Regions from separate parts of the Zea mays genome. Here region 2 is linked to region 1. The links are chromatin contacts, called in public Hi-C maps. All regions are on one chromosome and are shown on one strand. Each heading gives the region's core, a stretch centred on a gene start, on an enhancer-like site or on the middle of the called end of the contact. The rest is flanking DNA. Distances are from core to core; before and after follow the strand shown. Region 1 has its middle 53 kb from the start of LOC111591410. Region 2 has its middle 86 kb from the start of LOC100384270.

What was found. Hi-C and Micro-C count contacts between places; a contact is called where the count stands out from the background.
Region 2: a Hi-C map of leaf shows a contact between it and region 1, with 2.2 times the contacts expected there. The contact joins two enhancer-like sites. A contact is called at or near these places in 2 of 25 Hi-C or Micro-C datasets (bundle sheath and leaf).

Annotation. Positions count from the first base shown.
Region 1 is chr4:213,106,353-213,112,925 of Zm-B73-REFERENCE-NAM-5.0, reverse strand. No RefSeq gene overlaps it. Among protein-coding and RNA genes, the nearest start is that of LOC111591410, 53 kb to the right of the region's middle. Within about 2 kb of position 3,990, at least 18 of the 20 cell types and tissues checked have an H3K27ac peak or open chromatin away from gene starts, as enhancers often do. A contact at or near this core is called in bundle sheath and leaf, where this site is marked.
Region 2 is chr4:213,273,621-213,280,193 of Zm-B73-REFERENCE-NAM-5.0, reverse strand. No RefSeq gene overlaps it. Among protein-coding and RNA genes, the nearest start is that of LOC100384270, 86 kb to the right of the region's middle. Within about 2 kb of position 2,598, at least 11 of the 20 cell types and tissues checked have an H3K27ac peak or open chromatin away from gene starts, as enhancers often do. A contact at or near this core is called in bundle sheath and leaf, where this site is marked.

The sequences.
Region 1 (6,573 bases), core at 2,741-5,240:
TCATAGCTCTTCTAGCGGCTCTGAGTAGCCAACATATTTTGACGAATCTCTTGTACCCTCTCAGCGGTCTATCAAATCCAATCCTCTTACGAGCCTCCCGAATCAAGTGATCCTACTGTTGTGCCTCACGCACCCTCTCAAGAAGGTGAGAGTGAATGAGCATCTGAGTCTCCTCTCTCGCAGTGCCTGCATAGCACAAGGAAAGACCTAGAAGATCCAAGTCTAGAATCAAGGGCATCGCCACTTTACAAACACCAGTCCTGCCAAGAGCATCTGCTACCACATTTGCCTTCTAGGATGATAGTGAATTGTGAGGTCATAATCCTTTATCAGCTCAAGCCATCTACACTGCCTTAAATTCAACTCTTTTTGAGTGAAAATATACTTGAGGCTCTTATGATCATTAGAGATGTCATAACAGTCCCCATAAAGATAATGTCTCCAAGACTTCAAGGAAAACAGTGCAACACCGACTCTAGATTATGGGTAGGATAATTTATCTCATGCTTATTTTACTGTCTAGATCCATAAGCAATCACCTTGCCTTCCTGCATCAACACACAACCAAGACCAATATGAGAAGCATCTGTATAAAAAGTGAAACACTTACCACTATAAGGCAAGGCCAAAATATGAGCATTCACCAATTTCTCCTTCAGAGTTTAAAATTGGTGGCACAATATTTAGTCCAGACAAACGGAACACCCTTCTCTATAAGTCTAGTCATTGGCTTCGCAATGCTGGAGAAACCCTGCACAAAACTTTAATAGTAGCTAGTTGGACCCACGAAACTACGAATCTTAGACACACTGGGGGTCTCTTCCAAATAACATTTGAAGCAACATTCTTAGGATCATTTGAAATACCATATTGATTAATCAAATGACCATGAAAAAGCCACTTTGGATAGCTAGAAAGCACACTTCTTTAGTTTTCTATAGAATTGATTCATTCTAAGAGCATCCAGAACAAGACCAAGATGTCGCTCATGCTCTTCCTTGGATTTGGAGTAGATTAGGATATCATCAAGGAAAACAACAATGAAGTCATCTAAGAACCCATGAAACATCTTGTTCATTGCTTCCATAAAAGTGGCAGGAGCATTTGTTAGTCCAAAAGACATAACAATATATTCATATTGCCCGTACCTGGTGATAAAAGTTGTCTTCTCAATATCGCCTTTTTGTATTTTTATTTGATGATAGCCAAAATTCAAATCGATCTTAGTGAAGACATTGGCATATCTCAATTGCTCAAAAAGAGCATCAATACAAGGCAAAGGATATTTATTTTTGATAGTCACCTGATTTATGACATGATAGTCTATGCACAATCTCTTACTACCATCCTTCTTCTCAACATATAACACTAGAAAATCCCAAGGAGACTTGCTAGCTAATGAAAGCAAGAAGATCATCTACTTGCCGCTTCAACTCAACTTGCTCCTTTGGGGCCATCATATACAAAGCTTTATGAATAGGTTACGTACCAGGAATTAACTTTATTTCAAAAGTAGCATCACGCTCTAGAGGAATACGTGGGAGCTCAGCTAGGAACACATCAGGGTAGCAACACACTACGGGAATGCCCTCAATCCTTTCAATCAATAAGGGCTAATTTGAAACTCAAATCTTCTCAAAGCTTCATGGGGTTGTTTCTACCTCAATCCCCTCCGACCCCTAAAGAGATTTGAGTTTCTAAATTAGCTCTTGATTTAAGTTTTCAAATTAGTTCTAAGAGACGTTAACTCGGTCATCAGTCATCCTGCTAAAGGTTGATTCTTGGTACTCCGTCCCATCCATCCATGCAGCCGGTTGCCTAAAACCTAACCTGATCAACTAGAGCATGCAACTTTCATGCGATGCGTGAATACTGAACAGTTCAGCTCACCCTTCTCCACACAGGACACAGTCCGTCAACTATTAAACCTGCTCCTTGAGATAAAAAAGAGATGGCGATCGAGTACAGGAAACCATATGGCGTCCGTGTTACCTAGATTCGTTATTATATTAGTGGATCGGTGCATGCAATCAGCTTTATGTGGATTCAAAAGTACTTATTAGCACTGTTGTTGTCTGATATTGGATCGTTGTCCAGATTTAACCACCTACTGCAGGTGTATATATGTCTCTCTTCATTTTCCACCATATTGTTCTCTCTAGCAAGGATGCAAACGCTCTACTCGGATTTATTATTACACTAGTTAGATGTTACTGGTGCATCACTACAATATCTATATAAGAGTGTTATATATAGGGAACATATATGGTGTAAACCAACTCTTCCATACAATCGTAAAATTTTTTAATATGTGTCACATGATGTTGGTCCAAAAGGACGCGCGGGGATGGATAATTTTGAACTTAACTGTCCGCTCCTAACCACACTTTTGCAAATATCCTTCCCACTCCCCCACGTGCCCCTTGGATCAATATTATGTGACTCAGATTAAAAGTTTGTACGGTTATACAGAGTGATTAATTTGCACTAGATATGTTTCCATCTTATTCCCCCCAAAGTTGACAAAGTCAACCGTTAATAGTCGAGTTATTTCACTAACGGGGTGTTTGGATCCTTTCATTTTAAAGGAATTGGAATTCACTCAATAAAGTAACTTATTTAGTTTGGAATTTGGCATTCCACCACTTTCCAAAGTCCAGATATAAGGCTATCTCAAATTCATAGAGTGGAGGATAGGAAATGATTTTATGCATGATTAGAATTTGTTTCTAATATGTAACTTACATGACACTCTTCGTTCTACTCCTTTATAATAAAAATGTAGGAAATAAATATCTAAGACATCTTGCTAATAATAGTATACAAATATATTTTGTATAAAAGTGAATTAGCTTAATTGGTATATGACTAAATTACTATTATTAGAATGGAATTCAATTCCAGTGATCCAAACGAGGCGTAAATTTAAAAGACATACACTGGTCGATTGCAGGCTATCTCCGGACAGATCCCCTCTTATATTCTATCCACTATTTTAAATTTCTCACTATAAATAGTATAAAAAAGTGTAGTCTACAATTTTGTATCCTCTATTTTACACACCCTACCAGAGTCGTGTGTCGCTCTCACCATAGTAGCAGAGGGGTTGATAAAGAGATTGGGTCAAATTTTAAGGAGGATCCGTGATGGCAGGCAGAGCGACCGGTGGGGTGGGTCAGGGCGGGAGACAAGATAGGTAACGGCGACTGGGATCTTGGCGTGCTGGCGGAACGAAGAAGACCGAGAGACAGCAGACATGGCAAGTAGGTTGGCATTGATTGGCTCAATAATAACTTTCTGGTGCTAGCTGCTGTGCTGGTGGTTATCGGCCGATCGAGGCCCTGACCGCCTGAGCTGCGCTCCATCATCCGGTGGCTCCGTGCTGGAAACGGACGCAGACGACGAGAGTGGCCGGGTCCGGGGGGCTGGGGCTGGGGCTGGGCCTGCGGCGACATCCGCCGGCACCGGCAGGCCATGCCGGCCGTCACCCACCACTGGTGCATGCATATTGCATGAGCGCGGCGGTGGTTGTCGTCTGGCTGCGACCGGCCGTCCTCGCTCTCGGCTAGGAGCTGCGGGCAGCGGGCGGCTGGCCCGATCGTGCTATACCTGCTGTTGCTGCTGCAGCACTGCACCACACACCGCTCACCGCTGCAGCAGGCAGCGCACATTGATGGGAGTGACCAGCTAGGCCCATTGTGGATCGATCTGGCGTGCAGGTCTTGCTCCGGACCGACCGGAGTAATGGCGCCACGCCGTCCCGCCACCGTGGCCGCGCGGGCCCGGTTCTCGTGGACTACCACGAACACGACATAAAACGGCTAGATTGTCAGTCAACTAACCAGTGACACGATAAATGCAATGACGTACGGTTTGGTACGTAGTGTGTTGAATGACGACTGCCCGTTCGGTCTACTGGCTTCTAGCGTACGTGGCCGGCCCGGTCGTTTGGGTGGCAGGACCGCATGCAGGAGAGCCATGGACCTGGTCCACGCAGAGGCAGCTAGCGGCATTGTTATTTTCCAGTAGGCCGTAGCAGTAGGCTTGGAGGAAGGGAAGGGTAGGATAGCCGACCAAAACAAGGCCACTACTAGTACACACGTAGGCACCTGCAGGCTGCATCCTCCGCTGTCCACTGCTGCCTGCCTGCCTGCTGGCTGCTGCTAGTCGCACTCGGACAGACTGCTGCGCTGTCGTTACTTCTATCAGGTATTTTTTTCACAGAGGGGCCATAACCAATATATAATAAATTATACTCCCTCGGCACTAAAATATAATTGGTTTTACTAAGCACAATCCATTAGAGCAACGAAAGCCATTTTCGGCAGCCAGAAACCACCAAAAATAAACCTTATGCCACCAAAAATAAGGTATTTTCGACGACATAAATATTATTTTCGACAGTTTCTGGCCACCAAAAACGCTAAAAAGCTCGTCTTTGCGAAGAAAGCTGAAAATGTGGTCATTAAGTAACATATACATGTAGTTTCCATATATATATAATCATTTGATGAATGTGGATAGAAAAAAGTGAGGGTAAAAAACTATATTTTGGAACGAAACGATTATATAGTATATGCATGATTTAAGTTTAAATTATAGACCACATGTTTTTATTAAAAGGAATAAGTCTATGTAATCCCTTGGCATTTAAATGGTGGTCTACTTCTCACCTCACCTTTAAAATTAGTTGTTTACCTCTCTCAACTTCAGAATACAGACAAACAACCCCTTAGATAGTTTTAGTTGACGGTTTTGATGACGTGGTACTGATTTATGCAACATCAGTTTTATCTTTTTTAATTCTGTCTTCTACTAGTGTCCAAATTTTATGTAATTTTACACAAAACTGGTGCTCCAAAAATTACATAGAAACAGAGTAAATATAATATATAATTATCGATTTTTGTGTAATTATGCAACTTTGTAGTTGACAAACTTTTCATTTGAATCCATTTATTGTCTCAAACAATCAATTTACACTTGGTATGTTATAATATGTGTAGAAGAAAAAACGTAATATAAACATGATTGAGGTAGGGGGTGTAGTGGTAGAAGAGTTTGTTCGCAAAAGAGAGGTCATAGGTTTGAATCGTATATGACACGATTTGCAAAAAAAAACTGCTACAAAAAATAGTGAGAAAATGTGAATGGGTAGGCATTGGTTGGCGTTGGCTAGTGGGGTGGTTTCCCTTATTAAAAAAATATTTTGCTATTTTTGCATACCTTTTCAATTTACTTTTTGTCCAAAAAGAAGCACTCCGCAAAGAATCCTTTGCTGATAAAATGTTTACCGAGTGTAACACTCGGCATGGCTTTGCTGAGTGCAAAAAGTCCTTTGCCGGGTGTCCCAGACACTCGGCAAAAAAGCGAGTCTGGTAGTGATTGGTTCACCCATTCTGTTTGCCCATCAGCCTGCGGGTGATAGGATAAGCTCATTTGAAACTGTACATCAGCAAAACAAATGAGCTCTTGCCACAGCTGATGGCTAAAACATTATCCCGATCAGACACAATTGACTGAGGCAACTGATGACACTTGTAAATCTGATCGTGAAAGAGGCGAGCCACTGACAGTGCTATGAAGGATGTTTTATAGGCAAGAAATTGGCATATTTTGTAAAGGAATCAACCACCAGGATACAAGTATAAGACTGAGAAGGTGGCAAGGACTCAATAAAATCCATGCTGATCAACTGCCATAAACCCGTAGGGACCAGAAGGGACTGCAATAGATCAGGAAAACATGCACGGTCAACTTTTGCCTGGTTACAAATCACACATTGGCTAATAAATTCATGTACCACACACTTCATGCCTTTCCAAGCAACCAACTGTTTGAGTATAGCTTTAAGTTATAGGCACCGCCAATGTCCTTCCATAGCCGAATCATGGAACGCGAATTAATTTGGTTTGTAACAAAGTATCCATACCAACCTAGATACGATGTTTGTAGCGTAGAAGCCCATCTTTGCCATGTGAAATGAGGCACTGCAGGTGATCCACAACAAGTTTAGTTATAAGCATTGTGGTCGCTGGATCATGATCATAAGAATTAACCACCTCTAAAATTCATTGTGGTGTGTAAGAAGACAGTGTTGAACAAGAAAATGATACATCTAGATGTCGAGATAAGGCATTAGTAGCACTGTTCTCAATGTCTTTCTTGTAGTTGATATGATATTGTAAGCCCAAGAGGTGAGTAAACATCTTCTTCTAGCATGGATTATGCATCCGTTGTTCATCCAATTGAACTAAACTACGATGGTCGGTAAGAATATGGAACTCTTTTAACTGCAAGTAATTCCTCTAATGATCAACAACCACTAGGATGGCTAAATATTCCTTTTCATACTTTGACAGACCTTTAAACATAGGCCCTAAAGCTTTGCTCAAGTATGCAATCAGATGGCTAGCCTGCATCAACACTTATGTATCTAGGTTTCTTCAGAATTGTTATCTTGATAGGTCCTATAAGTAACCTCTTTATCTTGATGTAGCTAGCTAGGTTTAGAGGGACGAAGGTTGCTCTCTTCCTCCACTATAATCTCATCTTCACACCTAGAAACAATTA
Region 2 (6,573 bases), core at 1,349-3,848, 170 kb before region 1:
GTGAAATATTAAATTCAAACTAAATAACCTACTTTATTAAGTAAATTCCAATTCCTTCAAAATAAACTGCCCCTTATTGTTATAAAGGCCTATATATCCTGAATCTTATTGTTATAAAGGCCTATATATCCTGAATCCTTAAGGAGGGCAATAAGCTCTTCTTCTTAATAACGCCAATATGCTAGTCTTTTATTGGTTAGCTCACCACTATATACATGCTTGCTTTCTTTGCTTTATCATGAATTACGAGAGGACACAAATGACTATATTAATTAAGTAGATGGTATTCTACTATTCTGGAACAACAGAAATGTGACAGATACCTTTGTTTTTTTTTCTAAAATGTTTTTTTGAGTATGTCCTGGAAATGGAAGTTGGACAGGGACAGCGGTTCAATGAATTAATACCAGAGAGAGGTTCTAGTAGTAGTGATGTCATTCCAGAAAATATGAAAGAATACTTTTTGTATGTGTGTGCATGTTAGGTGGCCTAGCTAGCTAGCCGCCCGGGTGATGAAATGACAAAGATCTATAGAAGCTTCCAATCCATCGAGCCTTACCATGCATATCATCACACCTTTTTATCAACTGGAGTGGCCTGGTGGGTGTGCACTGGATGTCGTTGTGGTATCTTTTTACTCACTTCTCTTGTTAGGTGCTGGTTCTGATGCAATGACAAAGATTTGAAAGTAGTATGTTTTTGCACCTGACCTACCTCATTCTAGAAGGGGTCATTGCACTCGTTATCATTGATATTAACTGATAAATCACTTACACCATCTTTCAGTTGCTGAAACGGTGGTGTTAGGTGGCTTGGGCATCATATCCGCATGCATCATCCACACTATCCTACCCTCTTTATTTTTCTGTTTCTTTCTTTCTTTCTTTCTTATATGTAGTATGAATGTCAAAAACATCTTTACAACTTTTCTTCTCTTTTCCTTTGGAAAGCATATTCATATCCAAAAAGCTTATGTGACTTCCAAATTTCATCAGAAAAAAAAGTAGTTGCGCATGCACCTATCTGCTCCGCGCCCAGCCATGTGTGCTGCACGTCGATCGGAAAAAGGTTGAGGAGCAACTTGGCATGCAGTCAAACCAACAAGCTGCGCATTTTGCCTTGTCGATTGGGGGGAATCTCACCAGTGGTTCTGGTGCTCCATGATGGAGTGTGCTGTGCCTATTGCCAGGTCTTTAGAGCGCGCGGCGGCGATGAATAAAACTGCATTTTGACTTTAGAAGTGAAAACAACATGCTCCACACATGTGCTCTACTGCCTTGTGCTTTACATGTTCTGTTGCTTGGGGTACTAGAAAGAAGCTACCTTTTGTTGCGAGACTGCTAGCTCAAAAGTCAAACAGTTGCAGAAAAAGTAACGTTAGATGTTACACTCTGCTAGTGCCAATACATCATGGCTTACACTATTCTGTTAAACACAAATGGAGGTCACTCTGTGACGACAGGTCTTCATCGCAGGGGTGGGGAGGCACTAAAAATGAGAGGCAAGCGTAAAGGTAAGATCAGCCGCAATGGGTTGGCGGGGTTCCTGTCTCAGTGCAGACAAGAATATGTGTGGTGGATAGATTACAGTTGGTTTTGCAATAAGTATTCTGACGATCGACTAGATGTGCACTTTTTATCACTCAACTGTTTTCAGCAGAATCATTAAGCTCACGCACTTCCTTTCGTTTCCTTTTTTTTTGCAAAGGTAAGGGCACCCTGATGTATTCTTGATGTGATTTGGAGGTAGCGCTTGCAAAAGTGTTTATGATGTCTTAATATTCACATTTTTTTTGTTCGGCCTTCCAGAGTACTGTAACCTGTGGTTGCTTCTTTCAGAACATACATCAGAGTTCACCGAATGGTCCTGAACAGCTTGAATGAATAATGATTAACTAGCCTATTACACGTGCTTTGCTACCGTTGTTATATATCATATAAATAGATATTCAAATATTTATTTAAAAATAATTATTGTTTATTTCTAAACATTAAGATATATGTGTGATTTGGTGATTAGGCCTAAATTTCTGGAGCAGTGGTTAAGCTCTCAAGTAGATTGAGCATGTGAGGATTGGACTGTTTGTGAGGATTGGACTGTTATATATCCACCAAAGTTAGTAATCGATAGCGTGTTGGTTGATTGTTTTTTTGTTGCCTCGGCTAATTAAACTACGAAATGGCCCCGGTGGACAGTAGCAGCAGCTGCTCCTTTTTCCTGAAAAAAAAGAAAGAAATTAGGTTACCCGCAATATCAGCTGCCATTTTTTTTCTCATCAATCGCTGCTCTGCTAGTAGATCGCTGATAGAGATAGCTTGCAAAACATATACATATGCTGCAGCCACTCTTGGGATGTCATAGTGATTTTGGGGAGTGGTGGGATGTTGGGGTCACCTCACTTGAGCTTCTAGAAGGTGAGACCCAGCAACAACGGAGAGCGCCTTTTCCCAAATTAATACCATACCAAAGAAAAAAAAACTTCGCTGAGCCATTGGAAAACGATGCTTGAAAAGGATGGTTGAGGTCGCAGATGGAGATGGAAGGCAATTGGCGACTGAGGAGGGTGCACGCAGAAGCACAGGCCGCCAGGGGAGGGGATTCGGGTGCTGTCGCTGCTGCTGCTGTCTTTTGTGGGTGATGTGATGTCATGTAGCCTACCAACTACTACCAACTACCACCGCCCCCAAGTTTCTTCCCCTTGCCTTGGTTGAAAACCAAACCTTATTCGATTCCCGACCTCTCTCCGTCCATCCATTGCTTTTGGTATTCTGCGTACGTACCGGCAGGAAGATTCGGAATTCTTTTCTTCAATTCTTCTTCTTCGTGCTCATTTTGAGTGGTCGACAAGACAGATCGATGCAAATTCAGAGGGGACGGCCATAAACGGGTAACCGCGATTTTGTAAGAAATTTAGACATTTTTTGTTTTAATATTTAATTCAGAAAAAGAGTGTGATATATATATATATATAACTACTAAGCAGTAAATAAAAATAAAACATGCACAAATAAGAAAGAACAGAATGTAATCTGCGGAGGGACCGATGTTCAAGGCGTCAATGGCTCTATTCACACGAGACATCCCGTGTGTATGTTCGATGTAGCCATACAAAGTCAATGCAGGAAGATGTACGCCGTGCAGTCCCTTGAACGGTCGCCGGAAGAAGAACAACAACATGTGTAGCCCGAGGAAGGCGACGAGGAACAGGATGTAGACAAAGCAACACCGAGTCGAACGCATCACACGAGCAGTCACGAATACGCTCTCCAAAAATCTGATCGCCCGCACACTCGTGCAAGTGTATCTCTGCGGACGACGATTTCGGATGTTTGCTCTTCCACTCTCTCTGTGCTCGCAGAAGATGGGACGGGAATGTGATGTTTACAATGTGTGTGAGAGGTATCGCGCGTACATGGAAGAGTCTTCACTCTCCATTCTTATAGCAACATGTGTCAGAAGGAGGGAGAAGGGCAACAGATAGAAACGGTCGCACATTAGAACTAGAAACCAACGACAATAACTAATGTCCGTTATCACAGTAACTGACGTCCGTTACCAGCCAAAAGATAGGAAACAGACGGTCATCACACCAGGCAAAATGTACAACCATTTGAAAGGAATATTCGGACGACGGTCTATCATGGCCATGAGGCCCAGCCCGGACGATGGCGGCGCGCGCGCGTGCGACAGTCCTTCATCCTTTTCTCGACTTCCCAATAGATGCACCAACGGTCCATCTATTTAAGTTGATTGATTTGTTCCTTGAACTTCTAATACGGTGCTAATTTATTAGTACACCTTAGAAATTAAAGCGGGTCACTAGCATTGACTATTATTGAATATTAATTGGGCCAAGCTCACATTTATCCAACAATCCCCACCAAATGCTAAGTCACACGAAAATACTCTCATCATCTCAAACAATTGATATACTGATGTTTCGATAAAGACTGTTAAGTTGAACGTCCACCTAGAGCTTAGACTATAACCACAACTACACAATGGACTAGGCCTTGAACTGACAGTTTTTCGTAGAATGAGTTTCATCTAAACTCTTTGCCAGTACTAGATTGCCGAATGTATCCCCTGTGGTTGGAGCATATAAGTAAAACTCCATGGCCTTTCATGGTTATCTAGAGACCACCCAGATCTCAAACTGTGACTAGCAGTTAACCCATATAGGTATGTTCCTCCAAATATGTTCTGTAGGACAACATATTTACTTCCCAAAGCCATTTGGAACATATTAAGGTGTAAACACCAACCTACCTTACAGTAAGGAAAGATATGCATCTAAAATGAGCCTTATTAAGGGTCTTTTCTCTCAGTCTACCCCTAGCTTGTTTCACCATTCTAATTCACGGGATCTCCGATTACATAGAATAGTTTACCACTTTGATAAACTTTAGGTGGGTCTCAGGCCCATCTCACTTGATGCACTATCTATCACACTACGTGATAGCTCCTTAGTAAATTGATCTGCCAGATTTTTAGATGTATGGACATAATCCAACGCTATTACTCCAGAGTTTCTCAATTTCCTGACAGATTTCAAACGCCTCTTTATATGCCTTGTCGACTTCATATTATTCTTAGAATTGTTAATCTTAATTATCACAGTTCATGGAAATAGTTGGCGCAGGTTTTTCAACCACCTGTAAATCCATAAGGAGTTCACGAAGCCACTCAACCTCAACTGAAGCGATATCTAATGTTATGAGTTCTGCTTCCAAAGTCAACCTCATTAAGATGGTTTGCTTGCAAGACTTCCATGAAACAGCACCACCTCCAAGTGAAAACACATATCTACTTGTGGCATATATCTCATCAGCATCAGATATCCAGTTTGCATCACAATAACCCTCCAGTATTGTTGGGTACTCAATATAATGGATGTCTAAACTCATAGTGCCATTTAGATAGCGCAAAACTCTCTCAAGAGCACGCCAGTGATCATCTCCCAGATTTGAAACAAATCGGCTAAGTTTGCTCACAACAAACGATATGTCAGGACTCATAGAGCTAGCTAAATACATGAGTGAACCAATTATTTGGGAATATCTCAATTGATCCCTTGCTTTTCTTCGATTTTCTTTAATAGCTTACTAGGATCATAAGACATTGGACCAGGTTCACATTCGCTAAAACCAAAGCGGCTCAAAACCTTTTCCACATAATGGGATTGCACAAGTGTGATCCCACCATTGCCTTCTCTCAGTAGCTTAATGTTAAGAATAACATCAGCTTCTCCCAAATCTTTCATTTTAAAATTATTAGATAGAAAGTCTTTTGTCTCTTTAATCACATCAAAACTTATCCCCAAGATTATAATTTCATCAACATATAGACATAAAATTACGCCCTTGCCCCCACCATACCGATAGTATACACATTTGTCTACTTCGTTCACAACAAAGCCGATAGATGTCAAAGTTTTATCGAACTTTTCGTGCCATATAAAGATTTCAATAATTTACACACCATGCCTTCTTGACCATTTGCTACAAACCCAGCTGGCTGCTCCATGTAAATTTCCTCATCTAGTTCTCCATTTAGGAATGTTGTCTTAACATCCATTTGATGGACGAGAAGACCATGAGAGTCACCCAATGAAAGTAGCACATGAATTGTGGTCAATCGAGCCATAGGTGAGTAAATATCAAATAAATCCTTACCTTCCTTCTGTGAATAGCCTTTACTTACAAGCATCACCTTGTACCTTTCAATGTACCATCAGGCCTAAGCTTTTTCTTGAACACCCATTTACTCCCAATGGGCTTACACCCATAACGACTATCAACGACCTCCCAAGTTGCATTAGACATAATAGAATCCATCTCACTCCTTATTGCTTCCTTCCAAAAGTCAGCATCAGGAGAGGAATATGCCTCTTCAATGGTACTCCGTGTGTCATCCACAAGATATATAATGTAATCATCACCAAAGGACTTTTGTAGTCCTTGGTCTCTTACTCTTTCAAGTTGTTACATTGTCATCTTCCACAGGATTTTGTATATGGGATTCCTCAGTTTGTTCTACCGGAATAAAATTCTCATGGGGTGTCGTTGGTTTATTATTAAACGCATCATGTGTAATTTTCATAGGAAATTCGTCCTCAAAAAATGTAGCATCTCTGGACTCCATAATTGTACCCACCAACATGTCCGGTACTCTATAGTTTATGATTAAAAACCTATATCCAATGTTGTGGAAAGCATACACAAGGAAAACACAATTAACAGTTTTCGGTCCTAATTTGTGCTTCTTGTCAATTGACACATTCAGTTTAGCCAAACAACCCAGGTGCGCAAATAGGAGGTATTTAATTTCTTCTTTTCCCATTTATCGAATGGTGTGATTTCTTTGTTCTTTGTGGGAACTTTATTCATGACATGACTCGTAGTTAAGGTCGCCTCACCCCACCATTCCGTAGATAGTCTCGAAGTCTCTAACATGGCATTAACCAAATTAGTTAGCGTACGGTTCTTTCTTTCAGCAACCTCATTGAATTGTGGTGAGTATGGTGGTGTCCTCTTATGAATAATACCATGTTCCACAGAAAAATCACCCAAA